Linked DNA regions of Mus musculus: region 2 is linked to region 1. A link is a contact called in public Hi-C data. All regions are on one chromosome and are shown on one strand. Each heading gives the region's core, a stretch centred on a gene start, on an enhancer-like site or on the middle of the called end of the contact. The rest is flanking DNA. Distances are from core to core; before and after follow the strand shown. Region 1 overlaps Srgap3 (SLIT-ROBO Rho GTPase activating protein 3). Region 2 has its middle 45 kb from the start of Gm43868.

Region 1 (3,765 bases), core at 26-2,525:
CTAGTACCCTAACCCCTACTAGCTACAGACTCTCAGAGCAAGGACACTCTGCCAGCCCTGCTAAATGGAAGACCACCATCTATGTACAAATGGATAGAGGGATTTGTTGCCAAAGAGGATGCCAGTGTTCTGCACATCTCCAGACCAGCCCCACCGCACACAAGTCCTAAGGATGAAGAGTTGGGTCAATCTAGGAATAAATATTGAGTGCTTTGGAGCCACTCCAAGAATACATGGGATTATTATCTTGAGATGAAATCACTAGGAATTGGTTGTATAGAAGCCACTGAGTTGATTCAGGAGCAGCTAGACGGGCACCCCTCCTCAATGGACTCCCTGCTCCCCACACCATTGAGCAGACAAGCCACTACAGTTAAGGATGGCTCCCTAAATGGGTCCCACACTCCCCAAACTGATCCTGATGCTGTACAGTGGCTACCATGTAAAGTCCAACAGGTACAACGGGTCACATAAGTGGGTAGAGAACGACAGCCAAGCGAGAGCTCAAGTCATGTGGCACCCAACCCTGGCTGAAGCTACCACGCAGCAGTGCCAGGCCAGCGCTGCCAGACCCCTGACTCTTTACAAAGGTGCCGGAAGGCCAGATTTTATGTGAAATCTTCTCAGTTTTACATGTTGGCATCAAATTCGCATTTTTAAAAGACACAGCCTAGGCCAAATAAAACATCTGAGTCTGCACTTGGCCCACGTGCTGTCTGACTCAAAGCTCGCCTAGGAGTCCGGTTTGTAAAAATTACCAGTAATGTATAAAACAGCTCCTGTCCTCTGCATCTCCGGGAAGACTGACAAGCATCCGGAAGTCAGGTAGGGGTGGAGAGAGGACAGTGACTGCCATTGTCTAAATTACTTGGTGAGAAACAGTCGTTTGTGTTCCCATTTTGGCCACACAGCTGCTTCTAGTCAGCCTCTTCAACTCATCCTGCTTCTTCTCCCACTGAGAGCAAGACTCGCAGGCTTGCTAGAGGAAAGGCTTGCCTCTGCTGAGCGGCTCAGGTTTGAACAGCAACCTTCCATGTCACCTAGAACAAATACCCCTCTGAAGCCTCAGTCCCCCACGGTGACAATCTTGGGCAGGGGCATCTCACTGAGCCTCAAACACCTCCTACCCAGGAGAGATCAAGGCTTACTGAGGCCGCCTGCCTGTCTCTTCAAAACAGCTCTAACTGTTAGAAAGATCTTGCAGACACTAGACTTCTATAAACACAGCCCCAGATCAGATTGGGTTTGCTGGCAGCTGCTCCTTGTGACTCACACTGAAAGTCACAGTCAAGTCGAACCTTGAGTCTTTTGCACAAGGACTGTCGCTGAGCCCATCGCTCCACGCTCTATGGCTTGCACTGGACCAGAGGGATTTTTCAGACACAAGGGAGAGACTTTTCCACGTTTTCCTTATTAAATTTCAGCCCACCTACATGCTGCAATGAGGAGGCCCTCTTGCTCACAGGTACAAGCGGAGCACATTTTAAGAGGACCAAGCCCCTGCCACCACCCTGCAGATTCTTGAGGACGAGGCTCTGCATTTGTGATACTTCTAATTGATAACACAGATGGTACGGTGGACCCCTGCCAGTAAACACAACCTTCTCTCTACTTCTCCCAAGCCCTCTGCAGGAGATCATATTTATGGAGTGTTGACTCCAGGTTGATCCATTCCTCCAAGATCAAAGACCTCAGATATCCCAAAGAGCTAAGCAGACAGCAAGGAGTGAGACAGGTCAGTGGACACTTCCCAGTGCCTGGGAAGGGGACGGCCACTATTCTTCCCTCGAAGAATGATATTCTTACTTTGTGTGAAATGCCAAAAGTCTGGATTTTTATGTGAACGCTCCTTTTTTCTTCTCTCTCTCTCTCTTTTTAAAGAAACCCTCTTGGTTTTTAAAGGTTGGAAGTGAATCAGTTTCTGTAAGTGCTACGAAGCCAAAGAAAATATGCTGGTGAGTCTAACTTGCCTGCAATCTGCCACGGCTGCTGTAACTATTCTAAATTTCATTCTTGGATCCAATCAAGCCCTGAAAATCTGGGTATGAACAATAACAGAGTATTCTCAGCTAGTATGACCTGTGCTGCAGACACTAGATAAGAACTGAACCTGGACCGTATTATCTAATCCTCACAAAAGTCCACTGAGGTAACCATGGAATGGGGGAAGACACTAAGGCAGAGAGAGAGAAAATGGACTTGACTAAGGTCAAGAAAGAACTAATGGGCGAATCTGGGATTCAGTCTAAGGTCTCTCTGATTTGAGAGTCCATTGCAGAGTTCTTGGACCAGGCTGTGCAGAATTGTTCTGTTTCTAGTTCAATGGTAAGCAATTGTCACCTTACGTTGAATTTTAATTATCAAAAACATATCACAGGAGCTGGAAAGATAGCTCAGTCAATATAGTGCTTGTCGTGAAAGCATGAGTTCACTTCTCAGCACCTCTGTAAGCTAAGCATGGCAACATAGAGCTGTAATCTTCCCGGAGGGGAAGCAAAGACAGGAGGCACTCCAGGGCTTATTGGATAGGCATCTAACCAAAAAGGTGAGCTCTAGATTCAGTGAGAGACTATGTCTAAAAAATTAGGTAGAGTGATTAAAGATATCTATCTCAAGCTCAAGCTCCCCCCCCCACACACACACACAAATAAAACTATATTATGATTAAGGACACTATCCACCATATCTTTAGGTCCTCAGTGACCTCCAGCAGCTTCAGGTACATCCCCAAACCTCCTCAATGATAAATCGTTGGCTAACAGTCCTTGACCAACACTATCCTGCCCTTGACTCCAGCTTCAAACTCATCCTCAAAGATAAATCCAATGGTATGCTATTGGTGAGGAGGAGACATGTGGAGAAATGAACACCCACTGGACAATCTCACTGTACAAACATCAGAGTGTACCCTCCAGTTGGTGTTGCATGGGACAGGGTTACATATGTGGTCTGTTGTTGACTAACACTTTGTTCTTTACATGTGACAATAATGACGGCATTTCCATTGTGAAATTTTCAAAGATGACAGCAACTTAGAGGCATTTCCTTACAAAAGACATTGAAGTGTGTGCTACACTGGCATGCTATGCTTGTCATGCAAGCCAACCTGGAGAGCCCCGTTTGAGACAGAAAATAAAATAGAACAACTTAGGCAGATGCAGAAGTAGAAATCCAGAAGCCTAGAGAAACTAGGCAGCTTGAGCAAATGGATGAAGCAGCAGGTGCGGTAGAAGGGATTGTGCGCACTGAGATGGCTAATCTTGATTGGCAGCGAGACTCAATGGGGGTAACCATGGAAACACACTGAAGAGTATATGTGGGCATTTCCAAAGGACTTAACTGAGGAGGGAAGACCCACGCTAACTGTGGTCAGCACCTGTCTATTGCTGGGGCTGGTGAAATGGAGGGCTAGACCTGATCCCTGGCACTGAGCTCTCCATGGGTGTCTTGACCATGGGCAGCCCCAGGCTCACCATGATGAACTCATAACCATGAGTCAAAGTCAGCTCCTCCTTAAGCTGCTTCTGTCAAAGCAATGAAACCATAACTAATACAGGGGGCTGAAAGGCCCCTGGCCAATGACAGCGTCCTGTGAACTGGTGGTATCTGGTCACCAATCTGAAAGGGTCAGGGACGTGCAACATGTATATGAAGTTGACACCTCTGTTCTTCAACAAAACAAGTCATTGGCCCACAGACCATCTCTTGCCCAGTGCTTGGTGTAAGTCTGAGGCAGGAGTGGGGTGGAGATGGTATCTGTTCTTT
Region 2 (3,417 bases), core at 787-3,286, 76 kb after region 1:
TTACTATCTTGTGGGTGGCAGACAATGATGATACTCACACCAGACAATACACAGGACAGTTCCTTTCAACAAGCCATTACCTTGACATAGATGAGATTGAGAATTTTTGTTTAGAAGACCATCACATGCCAGAGACAGACAGACAGACCTTCCTTCCTTCCTTCTGCCCTCAACAGGGCCCACTATTGATTTTCTATGCATGGTCCTTCTGAGCCTGCCTGCCATCTATGATTTTGTGACAGTAATGTGGTGTCTGTTTCTTTCCTTGCTAAAAGCTGTTGATACTGCACAGACTGTCACATGCCCAGAAAGGAAAAATCCCAGAGAGTCTGGTCTGAGTCACAGAGTGCTTGTGTTACATCTTGGATGGCTCAAAGGACCTCACGTGCCTGGGATGCAGGCTGCCTGGCTGCCCAAAGAGCTAGCCTGAGGCTGCACAAAAAAAAAAAAAAAAAAAACGAGATGGGGGCAGGTGACCCTTGAAGGTTGTGGGGCTAAATATAATCTAAGAATCCTTGTATTTGTCACCCAAAGGACCTTGGGGAGAGGGGCAGAAAAACATGAGTGACCTCTACATCTTTGTCCCCCAGGTTAAGAGCACCTGCTGCTCTTCCAGAGGTTCAAAGTTTGCTTAACAACACCCTCACCAGGCTCCCAGCACACAAAACTCCAGCCCCAAGGGGACCCAACACCCTCTCCGCCTTCCTCAAGCACCCCAACACAGGGGACATATATCCACACAGACACATGCATGTCATAAAAACAACAGAAATAAATCTAGCCTAGTGTGGTAGCACCTGCCTTTAATCCCAGCACTAAGGAAGAAGAGGCAAATGGATTTCTGTGAGCTCAATGCCAGCCTGGTCTAAATAGAGTTTCAGCCTACCCAGTGCTAGGATGAAAATCCTGCTAATAGATAGATAGATAGATAGATAGATAGATAGATAGATAGATAGATTATTTTAAAGGGTTAAGAACCATCACTCTACAGATGGGTGGTCCTGGGATGTGGGTTCGGCAGTCCGGATGATGCCCACACTGTGAGGGGTCCTGCTTACTGTTATTGCCAGTTTCAAAAGAGCAGTAGAATGCAGAAGTAAACAGCTTGAATCTTACAGCTTAATCAGACAGGCCTGACTGTGAGGCACCCTCCTGTCGCTAGGCAGTGACCTGGAGAGATGACTTTGTCATATCTGAGCCTCCTCCATGTGATGGGAACATGCTAAGTACCCACTTCCCTGGGTTGGGCTGCAGGTCCATTGCGAGTATGAGAGCCTAGACTTAACACACAGCATCACTGAAATATGTGACAGGTGTCATAAAAGGATGCTGTAGCAGGAAGACACAGGTGAGGGCCAGTATGGGCAGCCCGGCATCCTCCCAGAAGTTTTTCTGTCCAGGTAGGATGCTGGTGAACCATGATGCTCACCATAAGCACCCGACTGCAGTGAGTGCTTCGTCTATGGCGGCTCCCATGGGATATTTTACTGCCCCAACTTTATGGATGGAATAATGAGACACAAGTTTACTCACAGCCTGTTATCCTGCTGTGAAAAGGGGAAGAGTCATGACAAAGACGGTTTGGTTCCAGGTCCCTTCCCCTAGCTGCACATACACTGCCCCTGAATGCCTCCGGAAGGGGAAGAAATAAAAAGAGCCTGTTCCCTTTCTTGTTCCCAAATACCTTCTCCACCCGTAATAGCAGAAAGTGACAAATGCCTAGGAGAGGAGCACTAGCTCTGCCCACCAGGATCCACTGTGAGGGAAGCCTGCAAGGCAAGATCTAGAAGCGTCTGCAGAGAGCCGAATAAGAGAAGCACTGGGAGGCAGATGAGGCTCAGAATTGAATAAACCCGGACTCCACCTGGTGACGTAGGGTCTCTGAGCCCAGAGACATACTTTCTCAAAATTTTATTTCTCCCTGTCTGAAACAAGGCTTAGACACAATATCCCAGCTAGCTCTACAAGGCTGGGCTGAACTGGTGGGGAAGAGGCTACTGCATGCTGGGAAGTGGGAGGAGGGAGTTGGTCAGAACCTATCCCGGTAAAAGAGCGCCACCTGGTGAGGCACTCTGAGAACATTACTGGTGGCTGCTCTGACCAGATCATTGTAACCCAAGGAAGCCGCTTCTAGTCTCTGAATTTCAGAACTTACAAGGACATCGGAAGCTAGCGATGATGATAATGCCTGCAATTGTTAACTCCTTTACCCACACACATTCTCTTAACCACGCTGTTTCAAAATGGCAATGAGTTGTGAAGAATGCAAAGAATAAGTGGCGATCCTTTGTTCTGGAAATGCTGTTAAGTTACTTATTTTCCCTTAACTTTTGTTTACTTAGGGTTTGGATGGATATTCTTGTTGTTATTTTGAGACAGGGGCTCACTTTATATCTCTGGCTGGGTATAAAGGCTAGGCTGTCCTCAAACTCACAAGAGGTCCTCTGACCTCAGCCTCCCGCGTGCTGGGATTAAAGTCATGCACCATTATGCCTAGCTGTTTGTTTGTTTGTTTGTTTGTTCATTTTAGTTTTTCAAGGCAGGGTTTCTGGCTGTCCTGGAATTTACTCTGTAGACTAGGCTGACCTCGAACTCATAGAGATCCTCCTGCCTCTGTCTCCTAAGTGCTGGGATTAAAGGAGTGCGTCATGCTTGTTTTTAGTAGTAAGCACACAGCATGAGACTTTCCTATATTCAGGCAGGGCGGCACTGACTCCGGCGTGATGTTGTATAGGTCTTAAGAACTCACCCATCCTGAGTAACTTAAACGATACTGAATGCTGCTGATTACATGATTAACCTTGTCCAGAATAATTTATTCTTATGACTTCATTTAGCCCCTCCCCCAAGGAACCACGTGAGTGGAGGAGGAACCAGAAGAGTACAGCACTCACTGCGTCAGCGCCTAAGACTCTGCCGACTTGAAAAGTCCACACTAACACGTGTAATGCGAATTACACTTGATAAACATGCATTTACTAAAGCCGTATGACCACTGCAGGAGAGAGAGGTTGTTCTCACAGTTAGGGAACTGTAAATGTGCTGCGTTTGAATCTTAAATGTCCTTCAAAGGCTCATGTGTTAAACAGTTGGTTCCTGGGCCAAGGTGTTGCTAGGTGTTGCTAGGAGGAGGTAGAACTTCAAGATGTGGAGCCCTAGGGGGAAGCTTTAGGTAATAGGGAAAGGCAAGACCTGAGGGAATTATGGGACTCTGGTCTCTTCGTTTATCTGCACCTGACGTGAAGGGCTCTCTTCTACACTGTGTGTTGCCACTATAATGTGCCACACCACGGGTTCAGAAGTAAGGGGACCAACCATTCACAGACTGAGATTTCCAATCTATGGGCTAAAATACACGGTTCCTTTTGACAGGTTTGTTGTCTCCAGTATCTGTGGCCGCTCTGGAAAGCCGACTAC

Evidence for each region. A called contact is a pair of places that touch in the nucleus more often than the background predicts.
Region 2: a Hi-C map of cerebral cortex shows a contact between it and region 1, with 4 times the contacts expected there. The contact joins two enhancer-like sites. A contact is called at or near these places in 9 of 484 Hi-C or Micro-C datasets (the HPC-7 cell line, LSK cells, cerebral cortex and 6 more) and 3 of 115 datasets of contacts at active chromatin or transcription factors (SST interneurons, embryonic stem cells and microglia).

Annotation. Positions count from the first base shown.
Region 1 is chr6:112,924,241-112,928,005 of GRCm38.p6, forward strand. The region is part of intron 1 of Srgap3 (SLIT-ROBO Rho GTPase activating protein 3); the gene reads right to left. Among named protein-coding and RNA genes, the nearest start is that of Srgap3, 21 kb to the right of the region's middle. Within about 2 kb of position 1,276, at least 65 of the 459 cell types and tissues checked have an H3K27ac peak or open chromatin away from gene starts, as enhancers often do. A contact at or near this core is called in SST interneurons, cerebral cortex, cortical neurons and 2 more, where this site is marked.
Region 2 is chr6:112,999,060-113,002,476 of GRCm38.p6, forward strand. No RefSeq gene overlaps it. Among named protein-coding and RNA genes, the nearest start is that of Gm43868, 45 kb to the right of the region's middle. Within about 2 kb of position 2,037, at least 68 of the 459 cell types and tissues checked have an H3K27ac peak or open chromatin away from gene starts, as enhancers often do. A contact at or near this core is called in SST interneurons, cerebral cortex, cortical neurons and 2 more, where this site is marked.